Regions from separate parts of the Mus musculus genome. Here region 2 is linked to region 1. A link is a contact called in public HiChIP or PLAC-seq data. All regions are on one chromosome and are shown on one strand. The core of a region is the stretch at or near the end of the contact, and the rest is flanking DNA. Distances in the headings are between cores, read along the strand shown. Region 1 overlaps Vav2 (vav 2 oncogene). Region 2 overlaps Rxra (retinoid X receptor alpha).

Region 1 (6,839 bases), core at 3,111-5,610:
CCACCCCCTACAGCTACAGCCCTACCCCCTAGAACCCACAGCCCCTTTTCCAGCAGTCCTAGTCCACTGGCTTTCAGAGCCTGACAAACCACAAGCCAGCCCCCAGCAAAAGAGACAGAGCAAGAATGGAGCTGTTACAACAGACAATGAAGAACTAGTCAGGTCCACTGAGACTAAAAAGTCAAGGCTGGGAACGAGGCTCTTACTGGTACCCTAAGCATGACCTCCCTTCTGCTTCTAGGAAGCTAGAGTCTTAAGGATGCCTATGACCCACCATGGGAACTACCAGCCAGTCATAATGACAAAGGGAGGCCAGCAGGGGACACCTGATGTGCTGGCCCTGGGGTTAGGACCCTGCACCTGGCCCCTCTCCAGACCCAGACCCACCTTCTTGATGTCCTTGTTGTGCATCGGGTCATCGGTCATCTTGTGGAAGAGCAGCTCAATGACCTCCTTCAGCTCATAGCTGTAGCCCTTCCTCTTGCACACGATGACCACCTTGTCAAATAGGAACAGGTACCTGGCCACATAGGGCACCCAGTGTCAGGACAGCCATGCTCTGTGTGAAGAGCCTATATCCCTGCCTGACTCCTGTCCCTGAGACCACAGCCAGTGTGTTAAACCAAGAGGGCCAAGGCTTGTACAGGCTGCCCTCTCTCCAAGGTGAGACCCTCCTTTCTGTCAGGTCCACATGGCACAATGACTCTCGGTCAGGAAGCCACTGCTCCCATAAAGTCGTCCTGAATGCCACCTTCATGCAGAAGATCCTCGGCCCTCTGTCTTTATCTCCCTTGGAGCACTATTCAAAGGCCACTACCAATTCTCTCCTCTGTGCCCCCAGAACCCAAGTCTGTTGTGACGTTTCCTAGACGGCTGACTTGTCCTGACTCCGCCCACACCTGCCTATCTACTCCCACTGGGCAAGGAGCTCCCCAGAGGCCAGACCTCTCTGTGTCCCAGCTTCGACTCCCAGGCCAGCTCACAGCCCACCACAGGCAGGGCAGTGCCCTTTTGTGGCTATTGCTGTGTGACAGACACAGAGGAATTGTGGAGAGAGGAAAGGAAGTGATTTAAACAGCTGCATGGCGCCTGCCTTGCTGTCCTTCTTCCCACAGGAGGGTCTGTCTCAGGCCTCCTAGGAGTGGGGTCCCCAGGCTAAAGGGGGATGGGGTGCCGAACATCACCCCACTCACCTGTCTTGCTTGGTGTGGTTGACTATGGACCGGACTTTAAGCTCCCCGTCAATCTTTGGCCTCCCAAATTCCTCCAGCTTCACTTGCTGGAAAGGCAAGGACTGTTAGTCCAAGGGTGGACAACCTCTGCATTGCTAGACAGGGAGAAAAGTAGGCATGCCCAGGGCAGGACAGAAAGACCCAGGTGTGATCTAGGAAAATGTGCCTACGGTGACTGGGTAGCCCATGAATGAGCCAAGCCTGTCCCCTCTCAGGGGGCCACAATGGGGACTCCCTTGAGCCCTGGGAACAAAGGGCAATTGATGGTCTGGTCATGCTCACAGGCGGCCCTTGTGTGGAACCCGGAGCTGTAGGAAAAGCCAGAGGTCCAGCCCTAAGAGAGCAAATAAAGCAAGCAAGCAGCACCACTGGACTGAGCGGCAACCACAGGCGGGGTCCAGCCGGGTTCATCCTCCACAGAAAGCAATCTATGCCCAGCCCCGCCACCACTGGCCATCAAGTCTCCATTTCCGCTTCTGCTTGGACTGTGCCTCTCTGTTCTGTTTAATACAGAGAGATCTGCCTTTCCACTGTCCTCTGTATCCTCTTCAAGGGACAAGTCTATTCAGGAGAAGGCAGAGGTCGGGTTCCAGGGGAAGTGGCTATGCCTGTGGGTGGTCACATGGGCCTGGAGGCCTGGTCCCTGTACTCTGTGAAAACTCCTAGGTCTGACTTCAGTATGACAGAGGCTGGCCTTGGCCTGACACAGAGCATGATTCACATCTGCTCGGGGACTCTGCTATGCCCCTTTGTCCCCATCACACAGGACATATAAATCCAGGTGCCTTCTCCTAGAGACAGCACCAAGACTGCATGCAGCTTGGCTGTCATATACCAGAAACACCGAGATCCATGGATCACCGTTCTTTGTGAGATAGGGCCTGGAGTATCCCACACTGGCCTGGATGCTGTGTGGCCAAAGACAACGCTGATCCTCCTGCCTCCGCCTTCCTCCTCCCCTGCCCCCGATGCTGGATTACAGTTAGTGCCCCTGAGTCCAGTTTACTCAGGGCCCTGTGCATGAAAGGCAAGCACTCTGCCAACTAAACCACACTCACATCCCATTCCTTGTCATTTAAAGAGCAAACATGACTCACAACACCAAAGCAAACTCCCCTGTGTTCAAAAGCAGTGTGTTAACTGTGCAGTGATCAGAAAGCAGGGATGACTGGCAAATGGTCTGAACCCCACAAATGTTCATGCTTCAGGTCACACTCATGACACATAAGAATGGGCTGGAGAGATGGCCCAGCGGTTAAGAGGCTCTGAGTTTGATTCCCAGCAACCACATGGTGGCTCACAACCATCTGTCCCGGGTCTGACGCCCTCTTCTGGCGTGCAAGCACACATGTAGACAGAGCACTCATCAGACACTGCTTGGCAGTTCTCCTTGCCCTCTGATGAGCCAGCCAGCTCTGTAGAGGGTTCCTCTGGAGATGAAGATGGGTATGCCAGCCTAGATATCGGGCTTCCAGGTTTCTACTTCGCCAAGCTCTCCAGGAAAATCTCCAAGAAGAGGGGATGTTTGAGCGGGGAAAAAAATCAATGGTTCAATATCAAAATGACTCTGGGAATCAGACGGCATTTGGAGGAGCAGTCATCACTTGGGGTTGAGGGCGCTATTAGCATCCGATGGGTGGGGGCAAGGGCGTGCTTAAGGTCTCCTATTGCAGAACACCCCAACACAGAGAGACCTAGACCCAACATGGGGCCAAGCAGGGCTGAGTCCAGGAACAGCTCATCTCTTCTCCCCGGAGTATGCCTGAGAGAGGGCCAACCCTGACTGACAGCCCCCAGTCTGATTCCTAGACAAGGGGCAAGCTGAGGGCCAGCTCTCAGGTTGAGATGACCGTGGCCCCACCCCCAAGCCGAACCCTGCCCACTGCCCACCCTGAGGACAGGGAAACAGGAGGGCCACAGAGCAGACGAAGCGTCCTGCCTCTGGTCGCCACAGCCTGGGGTTCAGGCTGGGAAGGGAGAAAGAGAGCCAGGCTGTCAATAGGACATCCATCTCCTGAGCCCTACACGTGGATGACCTCATCCGCACAGTAGGTAGAACTGGATGAAGGCTGATACTGCCCGACCTCCCTCCTACTCCCGGCAGGCTTCGCAGGCAGCCACGGCTTACCAGGTTTTCTATGGAGCACTGGAACTCGCTAATCTTCTTCAAGGTCTCCTTGTCCCGCTTCACTTCATTGATGTACATGGCCAAGTCCTGGAAATCAAGACAGGATCAGGGCACTGAGTCACACACGGGGTGACCTCCCAGCCCCTTCCTAGCCCAGCTGGTCATTCCACACTCTTCCTCCATCTTGCCTGGGGCCACTCCAACTCTGGGCTATGGGAGTAAAAACCACCACACACAGGGAACCAGGAAGGAATAAGGTGAAGAACACAACATTTGAACCCAGAGTACACACTATGCTGAAGAGGGTGCTGGGAACCCCCAAATCCAGGTTCCCCTCACTCAGAAGGCCTTCTGTGTCAGAATGGAGATGCAGCCCAGCATGGATAAGCCACAGTGGGTCACACACAGCCACTGTTTAGACCTTTCTGCTCTCACGAAGCCCCTGTCCCACCTTCCCTGAAGAGCCTGGGTATTCTGTAAGTGGCTGGGGGAGATGGAGTGGGGGGAAGGTATGAGCCCTACATAGTACTGCAATCCTCTAGTCAGTCACCAGGGGGCAGTGCTCACTTTGCTTCAGAAAGTTTGAAATGGTCTGGAAGCAATGCCCAGGGGCGGCTGGGACAGAACAGCAGGGATCCTACCCAGAAAGCAGAGCAGAGAGGAAATCCCCGGCACACAAAAGCCAGACCCACATCCTGGAGCCAGTTCCTACCTCCCTTATGGCCTCTCTTGCTTCTGGGATCACTTCAAGGGCCAGCCTACAAACCTTGCTACTGGCAGCTCCCTACCAGAAGCCACAGTTTATAAAGGGTGGGTTTTGTTCTAAATCAACAGCAGCGACAGATCTGAGCGTGTGTGGCCCTGTGCACCCTGGCAGGAGTCACAGAAGTGCACGTCTGGGAAGGAGATTCCCACAGAGACAGTAGAGCTCCGGAGGCAAAGCAGCCAGCTAACAGAGTTGCATGGAGTGTGTACTGCAACCCTGAGGAAAGCTTAGCTCCAGGGCAGTGACAGCCCAGACACTGGCTGGATGAATGGTTTTCTGCTTTGCATTGGGGACATTAAAGGCTTTTAGATTCCCTGCTGTATTAGTTTTCACTGAGGGCACTTCAGTTAGAGAACTGCATTGATCACACGGTCTTGTGTGGCCATGTCTGAGAGATTGTCCTGACTGACGATGGAGGAGAGAGGGAACTGCCCACTGGAGGTGGCGCCAATCCTAGGCTATAGAAGAGAGCTAGCTAAGCGCTCCAGAAAGTGAGACAGTAAGCAGCCTTCTTCCATGGTTTCTGCCTTGAATTCTTTCCCTGATTTCCCTTCATGACAGACTGTGACCTGGGAATATAATCTAAAATAAAACTTTTCCTCCCCTAAGTTGCTTTTGATCGTGGTTGTTCATCACAGTAACAGAAAGCAAACCAGGCCGCCTTCTAAACTTTGCAGTTTGAAGAGCCTCCCGTGAAAAGAAGAACACAGAGTCACAAACCCTCTTTGGAATGTCAGGAGCTATATAACCTCAGGGTACTTTGCCACAAAGGGACCCGAAGCCACACACTGGCCAGGCTTGGGTTCAGGGTACACCTGCAGTATGAGTCACATGCTCCAGGAATGGCTGACACTGAATTGTGTCTGCAGTGGGAAGATGTGGTGGTCCCTCTGCTGCGGTGACCTCAGTTCCCCAGGGGCGCCAGCCAGAGGTCCCCATGTCAGCCATGGCACCCACATTTAAGTCCATTCAAAACTGATGCAAACTTTTCCAGCTGCATGAAGTCTGCTCTCAGAGAGCAGGTAGCTTTGAGAGCCAGCGTCCTCCCCCTGATCCTGTGTGGGAGTTAGACTGCAGCACCTTCCTCTTCAAACAAGGTGTGTCTTGGGAAAAGAAGGGGACCATGGACCAGAGGACTCAGGGGTCAGGGGTCAGAAGTCAAGGCTGGAACTCACTGCTTCTATAACACTGCAATGCCAAAGGGACCTAGCCTGTGTCAGGCATTTCACCTTGTCTAAGACAGGTGTCTATGAGAGGCACAGGTATGACTGTGGGGTAGCCTGACAGTCCCTTGGCTAAGGAGTCTGGAAGGTGACTTTCTTGGACTGTGTCAAGTTCATGGCAAAGACAAGATGAGTGGGATGCAGGCAGATTAAGTGAGGAAGAGGACATGTCCTGAGCACACCTTGGGGTGGGAAAGAATAGAGCATGCCCAGGAATCTGAGCATGGCCAGGCTTCCCCGGAATCTGAGGCGTTCCTGTTACACACATCTTCAATGACCCTGGCCTGATTCAGAGAACAGCAGAAGCCACAAAGGTTTCTGAGCAGAACACAGACGAGCTTCTGAGGGCAGTGGACGGCCATACATGAGGCATAGAATGGCTGGGCAGGGGCCTTCAAAGCCAGCACGTGAAAAGGGACCTTCCAGTGAGTGACAGGGCATGGGCATGGGACAGACCTTCATCAGCAGATGCCCAGGAGGAAAAGAGGTACCCCAGGATAGAGCTGGCACCCAAAAACCATTGATGACCCCAGTGGACACTTGAAAATACAGTGTGGGGACAGGGCAACTGCAGGCAAGTGAAGTTGGGGACTTTGGACACATGGTGCAAGCAGCCTAGCCTGCTGCTCCTTCCACCATCATGTAAGTCTAAGCCCAACCGCAGTGTCCTGTCAGTGTTACCAAGGAGCTCAGTCTGGATCCAGGAGTGTGTGCACACTGGTCTGGGGACTCCCCGCTCTGCCTCTCTTACTTACCTGCATGGCTTCCAGGGCTTCTTTGAGCTGTTGTCTTTCTGGTCGGTCTGCAGAATGGCTCAGGAGCTCCTAGGGGAGTGAGAGGGAAGCTAGGGTGAGCCCTCAAGGTCTCAGGACAAAGCCACCCACCAGCTCAAGTGCAAGTCCATCTGTCCAACTCCAACACACATGGGATCCCTTACATAGTAGACAACTGTGCAAGGCCTCAGTGATGAAGCAGTCAAGCATAGCAGCTCTCCTCTCCTCTTCCTGGTCCGTGGGTGCTGTCCTGTCTCTTCCCACTTTCCTAATGGTCTTAACTTATTCATAATTTTCCTTCCAGATGCCAGGATACCCCTTCATGGTATGTACTGAACATGGGCTCATTCATCAGTGTGTGCCACCCTGCCTGTGGGTCCAAGCCCATGCCATCAGAGCCCAGTGTGACAGAGGGCATGATGAGCAGGCTGCTAGCCTCACCTTGAGCAGCAGGTGGTACTTCAGCACCCGTTGCATGGGCACCACCAGCAGGTCTTGCAGCTTGAACTTGCCATCCTGAACCCTGAGTGTGCACTCCTGGAGAGAGAGAAGCGAGTGGATAAAGGGTATTACTCTTCTGGGAGAACTCATGCCCCACTGCCAGCCACACAGAGAAAGAGACCTCAGAGCTGGATCCTCGGTCTTCTAGATTATGCATGAAGTTGGTGTCACCACCCCTCACATCCCAGAACATGATGGGACCCTGGGATCTGAGGC
Region 2 (7,321 bases), core at 980-3,479, 410 kb after region 1:
ATGGCTGGGCAGGCACATTGGGCCAGCAGCATTAGGCTGCATCATTTAGAGAGTGTTTGATTAACTGGCCTGTCTGGAACAGGCTGGGCAGCTGGGCAACATCAGCCCCCTCTCTATACTGGGTGTGGAAACCACAGAGGATAGAAGATCCGGCCTCAGGGAGCCCTTGGGCTGCTGCTGCACAATGATGCATCTCATGCAACATTGACTTTGCTCCCCCGTCCCCAACTCCTCAGTGGTGTCTATTGGCAACCCCTTGACCACCTTGAGCCTCAGTTTCCCCTTCTGTAAGGGCAGAATTACTCTTTATTTGGAGGTGATAGCTTAGAGTCTGATACATATGACAACATCAACCCTGGTGGTGTTTTGATGTCTATGTCCTGTTGGGACTGCCAGAGTTCTTCCTGTGGTTTCTAGTAGTGTTTTCCCCTGAGTGGACCTCGTGGTCCAGCCAGTGCCACATGGAGGACGGGTTGCAGCCTATGTGCTCCACCTGAGCTCACTAGTGAATCAGCATGGGGGTGAAGGTACCTGCTGAGTGGAGCCCCCTGGCCAGGTAACCTTTCTGGGAGCAGTCTGGCTGTGTGGTCTAGAGCCATCCATCCAACAGGACATTTTCTTGGTTGAGAGGCAGAAATGGGAGCAGATGGGAGGTAGGCTCTGCTTTCACGCCTGGCATGAAGAGATTCAACGAGAGGCTGAGGGGTTGAGCTGGGGCCCTGTCCCTGTTCCTGTTCTGGTGAGTGTCGTGGTCCTCTCTGCACTTTGGTTCTGGTGGCTATCGGAGCCAGCGTCCAGCTGGGCTGACAGTGGTTTTGGATGGACTTGGCTTGGCTGGCACTGCCAGGGCCTGCATGTTATCTGCATGTATGTGACCAGGCCCCTGAGCCTATCAGTGTAAACAGTTTTCTCTTCACTATCTCAGGGTCATTGCCTCTAAGCCCACCTTGCTGGGCTTTGTGCAGACATGTGTAGCCTTGAGGTGTAAAGGACCAGCTATGGAGAGGTGTTAGCACCGGTGGACCCTGAGCTCTCAGTACTTTGCTTGGGAAATTAGCATGCTAGAAACCTGATTGCTATAGGTAGGACTTAACATATGAAACTCAGACAGACAAGTATCAAGATGGGCCGGGAGACCTGGTGGGTGTCACTGGGGCATGTAGTCCCTCTGGGCTGAAGTCTTCTACTTGCACAGAGCAGATATTGTTGGGGAGCACGGAAAGACCTGAGCTAAGAGTGGGACGGTAGCATGGGGTATGGGACAAATATGTCGTGGTAGCTGAGCAGGCCAGTTTTGAGCTGCTACCCATGTGGGTTCTCCATCTTCCTGACCACCTGACCCCATCATCCTAACTCGGTATCTTACCAACATGGGGAGTCTGGAGAGGGCAGTGATCCATGCCTCAGGGAAACGCAATCCTTTTGTGGCCCCTGAATATTTCATCAGCAGATTAAAAATTGAAGCTATGCAGTCCCTCTCTCCTCTGGGAGGGTGGGGGAGGGGCTTGCACTCTGTCTCAGGCGGGTTTGCGTATTTTTCTTGGTAATGGAGCCGTGTCAATTAGAAAATGACATTGCTGTTTAAAATGTCGTTCTGGGGCCCTCTTTAATTAAGGCCAAGATGGAATAACCAATCTGTTGCCGTGAATGAAATTTTAAACATCAGAATGAGAGGTGGTGACGTGGAATGGGTTTTGTCACAGAGTGGGTGCAAAGCCATGGGTGATGGATGGAGGCTGTGGCCTGGTGCAGGCTGCACTAGTTGTGTGTGTGTGTGTGTGTGTGTGTGTGTGTGTGTGTGTGTCTGCCTGTCTGCCTGTCTGTAAGGAAGAGTGTTGTTGAGACTGATACTAATAAGTCCAGTGGGGAGGGCAAACTGGCTCTGGCTCTTAGGAGCTTAAATTTGATAGGTGTGTGGAAAACCCTGGGGGACGGTGTGTAGGGGGTGGCAGAGAAGGCCAGGGAGGGATTAGTCTCTAGGTAGCTTTTTAGAATCTGAAGGATAAGATTGGGAAAGGGCTGCATTGGGGCCCTGGGTGCCTGTAAGGCACTGTGATGGGAGGGTCATAGGTTTTAATTTAACTCTCGTGAGCAGGGGCTCCACTCCAGGCCCCCAGATGGCGGCACAGGACCTGGCTGGATTGCCTTGTCTTCCTTGCCTAGCCCCTGTCCAGCAGCAGGCAGAGTGGCCACTTGCCAAGGCAGCAGGCCGTGTGAGGGGAAGTGTCTGGGCCTCCCGGCCTCCTGCTGCTCTGTGCTCAGAGCTGGCCAATGCTTGTTTTGCTTTGGCGGGGCCAAGCTCACCCTGGCTGCATCCTGCAGCTCCCAGGACGTGGGCTTGACTCTGGAGTCAGCTTCCCTGGTGATACAGTAAGCAGCTGCCAGGACTGACAGAGAGGGAGAGTGTGAGGGCTAGGCCCCACAGCATACAATGTGGCTTTGGCTTTGTGGCTGCCGGCTGGCCCTGTTTGTACCCATACTCCTGTGTGGTCAGCTGGGAACTCGGAAGCCTGCCTCCCTTCGGGGACATGAAGGACTCTCATCCCTTCTCTGGGTTGGATCAGCCAGCTTTGCAGACCTTGGCTCTTCCTTCCACCTTGCTTGGCAGGAGGAGGTCCGTCCCTCAGTCGTACTTTCCCCTTGGGGACACTCAGCCCTTCTCCTGAGGCCTGCTCTGAATGGCGGGCCAATGGCTCCTGGAGTACAGGTGGAGGACAAGCAGCTTAGATCTTCTATGTGTCTGGAGAGTTGGGGCACAGGGTTCTCATGTGACTGGGAGAGGTGGCTGGGGTTTCTGGCCTGAAGAAAAAGACAGTATTTAAGTTTTATGAGAACAGACACAGCATTGAACAGCGTGGCTGGGGAGGATATGTGTTGATCTTCTTAAATAGATGTGAAGGGCTGCTGGGTCCTGCTCAGCAATCTTCCCAAAGTAGAATTTGAATTTCTGATGGTTTTTGATTGTGTGAGTCCTCTGGGCAAGTGAGGTGGAGAGAGGAGACTCTGGTGGCTTGGGCTGTGTGTGCATGTGTGTGCTGCATCACTGTGTATGGCAAACTGCCTCGTGTGGCCCAGTCACAAGTGCTCCTCACTCCAACCCTTAGTTGCTTCTAAGAGGTGCTTGGTACCCCTGTGTCCATGTGGGCCACTCAGAACATTCTCAATGTGGTAGTCTGTGCATAGCTCCCTTTCTTGAGGTAGGGAAGATGATACTAAGACTCGTTTGTACCGTTTACTCTCCTCCAGGATAGGAGGACTAAAATGTTTCAGCATAGGGCTACCAGGCATCTGGCATGGGGGTGGAGTTGGGGGCCCAGTGGTGCCTTTGAGATGTGGTTCATTGTTGGGTCTGAGGCTACACCTATGTGGGATCCAGGAGACTCAAGACAGCTCAGAACACCTATATAAGTCTCCCTGGGAACAATTATGGAAAATGACCTGGAGATGCTGTGAATTGGGGCTGGGGCATGTGAGGGGTGCTGCTGTGGAGAGCTATGGACCAGGATGCCTGTTCACTGGGCTCAACACTGATTGTGGAAGGCTACATTGATGATATTTGCTGTAGAAGAGCTATGCAGGCTGCAATCTCTTTTGGCAGATATCCTGGGGCCTTCCACTTCAGGGATGGCAGCTCTCTTTCTCCATCATGTTTGTAGTTCTTGTTGATGCCACGTCACAGGCCATTATGCTATTGAGCAGTTCAGCGGTGTTGAGTGACCATGCCCCCAAGGGCCGTGGCATAGCTTGTCTGGCTAAGTAGCTCTTTCTGCTTTCTCTGTCTTCAGCATTATTTAAGGTGCTTTGGGTTTCTTGCACCCAGGCCATTGTCCAGTCTATATGGACAGTAGTATTGGGACAGGGCCTGGCACTAGGCCATTCTCTCTTTTGGGTGCCCCTGCTGTGCTGAGCTCAGCGGGGAGCTCACCTTCTCTGTTGCTGCTCATAGGCCCAAGTCTGGGACAGACTTTCCCTCACAATCGTCAGACCACAGCTATCATCAGGGGGGTGTGCATAGCTTTTTCCTGGATAGAGAACCCCTTGGCTTCCATCCCAAGGTGGATGTGGGGGACAGAGGAGCTAAGAGGCTACCAGCAACTTCTGTTGGCATTAAGGGTCCTGCCTTGGAATTCTGCAATTCAAAGAGCTCTGCTCTAGTTCCCAGGGCTGAGATAATAGACAGACTTTGAGATTTGTAGCAGAGGTTAGCCCCTGTAACCCTGCAGGCAGGAGCCCAACATCCCTGTGCATCTCGTGGGCACCATCTGGGTACAGAGAGCAGGGTATGCTGGAAGGCAGGAGGACAGGGCCTGTGTTGTGAGAGATTTCCCTCTGTCTCTATTTTTCTCCCACAGGTCCCTAGCCACCTAGGGAGATGCAAGCCCAAGTGTATAGAGTCTGTTATGGACCCTGCATCTGCCAGTATTGCCCTGTGGGCCATGGCTATGTTGGAGCATCCTTTTTGTGTGAGAACTCACCCACTGGCTGGCCTCCCATAGTAGAACTGAGTTCTAGCTGTCTCCCTGTCAGTCACTCATAGCAGGTCAGGGAGGTATGGGGCAGATCCCTGGCCATTCCCAGCCCCATGTTCCTGGCCTGCTGTGCCCTCTTGAGAGCTGGGAGGTGAATGACTTACAGCCATATGCTGCTCACTCGGAGACTGCCTAGCCTGGCCTTGCTGCTGCTCTTTTGTTCAGTTTTTTTTTCTCCTTTGTGCTCCACTTTGTAAAACTGAGGTGGGAAGGGAAAGGCTTGCCTATGTCCAGAATACAGGGGCAGCCGGGACCAAATGGATGACACTGTGGTTGCCCAAAGATTTCTGAGGCCTAGAACTGTGGAACTGTGGGACCCTGCTAAGGGAGGGGAAGTCCTCTCCCAAAGTATTCCCCTAGTCTAGCAGGGCTGGAGAGTCAGGTAGCCTGCCCTCCTCATTGTGCAACCCGCAGCTGGCCTGGGGAGCTCCTCCCAGCCTAGGCTCACCCTGCCCTGGAGTCTGCGTTCTTTGGAAACCATCCTGGCACCACCTTCCAGTGGAGCAGAGGCTTAGAGGAGGCTGGGGGCTGCTCCCAGGCAGGGGTGGGGTAGCTCTTGCTCTTAGATGGTGGCAGGGCCCCAACCCTTTCTGTAGCATCCAAGGCTGTGCTGTAGGGCTGTCCTTATGGGTCAGTCCAGCCTCCTTGCCCTGGTGACCTGGAAAAGCAGGAAGCCTGAGCCCTGCTTCCTCTGGCTCCACCTCCTTGGTATCCTAGCCCCGACACTTGTGTGGGAGGAGACTCTCAGGTGGTAGAGGGACTCAGGGGTCTTGGCAAATGTCTTCACTGCCATATTGAGCCATCTCTCAATAGTGAGATAATAAGGGGGGAGTTACCACCCAGTTGGATTTTGGCTTTGGTGGGAGTCATTCAGCTTGCTAGCCAGGTTCTGCAGTGAGGCTACATTTGTGTGGACCTGTGGGACAATGTATTTAGAGCCATCATCGATCATTGCATCCTGACACTGGAGGATGGGAGAACCCATGACTTGCCAGAGCTGTGCCTTCCCCAGTGATGGTCTTGCTTAGTGAGCTCTGATGGTGTGCTTGCTGTGTCATACAGGGGAGGGTGGGAATCTGGCCTCATTGATGGCCCTTATGGGCCTTGATGTTGGGAAAGGGTAGTTTTCCCAGGTAGGGGCAGCCCTGCCCAGGCTCAGCCTGCTTGGGGTCCTACTTAGCCACCACCCTTGATGGCTCTGATAGGCTATCTCCTCTGGGCCTTCTCACCCTACCCATCTGCCCTGAGCCTGGCACCCCCAGGAAGCTTGAGGCCCCGAGTGGGCAGAGAAGTATGAAGGCACAGCCAAAGTAGAAACAAAGCAAAGCTGAGGCAGCCACGCCCGAGCACACCCCCAACCCCCAGCCCACACCAGCCCCTGCAGCTCCTTATCTGCCGTCTGCAGGCCTGTGGCAATCGCCTGCTCTGTGTGGTTGAGAAATGCGATGAGCAGATAGCCTCTGGGTGTCAGGGCGGTTGGACAGGTTTGGTACCTGCCTGTGGTGAGAGCCATTCCAGAGCCAGGGAGAAACCTGGCCAGAGTTCACTGCGCAATGTGCAGGCGGCTGCAGCCTCAGGCAACCACAGCCTCTGTCTGTTGCCCAGGCCCTGGATCCTGGGAAAGGGAGCTTTGGGGTCCAGGGCTGGGACTATCAGGCTGGGTCATCAGGCCCTTCCTGGACCTCAGTTTTCTCATCTGTTCCACATGGACATCAGAAGTGTCCATTACGTTAATGACACTTTGAACTTTGTGTTCACAAGGATTCTCCTTAATGTGGTGTCCCCAAAGAAGTGACCTGTGGGGCTGTGTCAGGGTGGACTCCTAGGCTGTAGACTGCCAGTGCTGTTCCTGACCAGGAATGTCAGCTCCGAGCTGGGGAATGTGTATTCTTCCTAACCAGAAGTCAGATTCTGTTAGCCAGAATCTTCTAGAACAATAGTGTATAGCAGAAGTGGGCCCCTTAGGGCAGAGTCTGTGTTCTTAGAAAATTGTGTGCATCATGGCTTCCTCAAGGGCCTCTTTATCCCTTTGCCCATAGCAACCTAACCTGTCCCGTTCTTGGAGTAGAGCAAGGGTGCAGTTTGTGGCCAATCCTGGCAGAGGGCGAAGTCACAGGGAAGGAGGTCCAGAGTTCTGCCTGAGGTCTGAGGTGCAGGGCTGAGGACACACAGCTGTATGCCTTAGTGTCCCCAAGAACACAGGGAAGTGGCAGGGATTGAGTTCAGGGTGGAGACAGTTCTTCTGGGGTGTGTCAGTCCAGGTCAGGCCCTAATGGCTTTCCTACTTGATACTCGTTCCTTCAGAGAGAGAGGGCTGCCAGTGGGTATGTCACCAGCTGGGGAATGGCCAGGAGCAACTGCCTGCTCAGGTCACAGCATCGTCACCATAGAGTGGCTGTCCTGGCTGATGTGTGTGAGCTGGGCACTGGGCTGGTTGAGCTGTCACCAGTCCTTGAAACAGTAGGTGGGCGGGGACCTGATGATCTAGCTGTGGTAGCTGCTTTCCGGGCACAGGGCCTCCCTTAAGCTGAGGTGGAACGAGCTGGAGGAAGGCTTCTTGGAGGAAATGGCACCGTGCAGGTTCAGACAAGGGAACAGATGAAACAGTTTGTGCTCAGGCCCAGGGGTTTAAGAGAAGCAATGGAAAGGTGTAGCCCAGAGGCTGAGAAGTTCCCAGGGGTCTCACGTAGGGTGTGACCTTGACTTTGTGATATTGCAGAGCTGTGGGTATGCTGTATGTAGGGGCAACAGGACATTTGGGTGACCTGCTTCCCAGGCTGCTATTTGGATGC

The links. HiChIP or PLAC-seq counts read pairs in DNA pulled down with a chosen protein or histone mark.
Region 2: a FOXA1 HiChIP or PLAC-seq map of pancreatic cancer cells shows a contact between it and region 1. The contact joins two enhancer-like sites. A contact is called at or near these places in 2 of 484 Hi-C or Micro-C datasets (the N1E-115 cell line and myocytes) and 1 of 115 datasets of contacts at active chromatin or transcription factors (pancreatic cancer cells).

Annotation. Positions count from the first base shown.
Region 1 is chr2:27,285,246-27,292,084 of GRCm38.p6, forward strand. It overlaps Vav2 (vav 2 oncogene), which reads right to left. Exons shown (of 28, transcript NM_009500.2): 10 at 6,564-6,659; 11 at 6,105-6,173; 12 at 3,361-3,447; 13 at 1,194-1,279; 14 at 388-520. Among named protein-coding and RNA genes, the nearest start is that of Sardh, 41 kb to the left of the region's middle. Within about 2 kb of position 4,361, at least 70 of the 459 cell types and tissues checked have an H3K27ac peak or open chromatin away from gene starts, as enhancers often do. A contact at or near this core is called in pancreatic cancer cells, where this site is marked.
Region 2 is chr2:27,697,507-27,704,827 of GRCm38.p6, forward strand. The region is part of intron 1 of Rxra (retinoid X receptor alpha); the gene reads left to right. Among named protein-coding and RNA genes, the nearest start is that of Rxra, 24 kb to the left of the region's middle. Within about 2 kb of position 2,230, at least 118 of the 459 cell types and tissues checked have an H3K27ac peak or open chromatin away from gene starts, as enhancers often do. A contact at or near this core is called in pancreatic cancer cells, where this site is marked.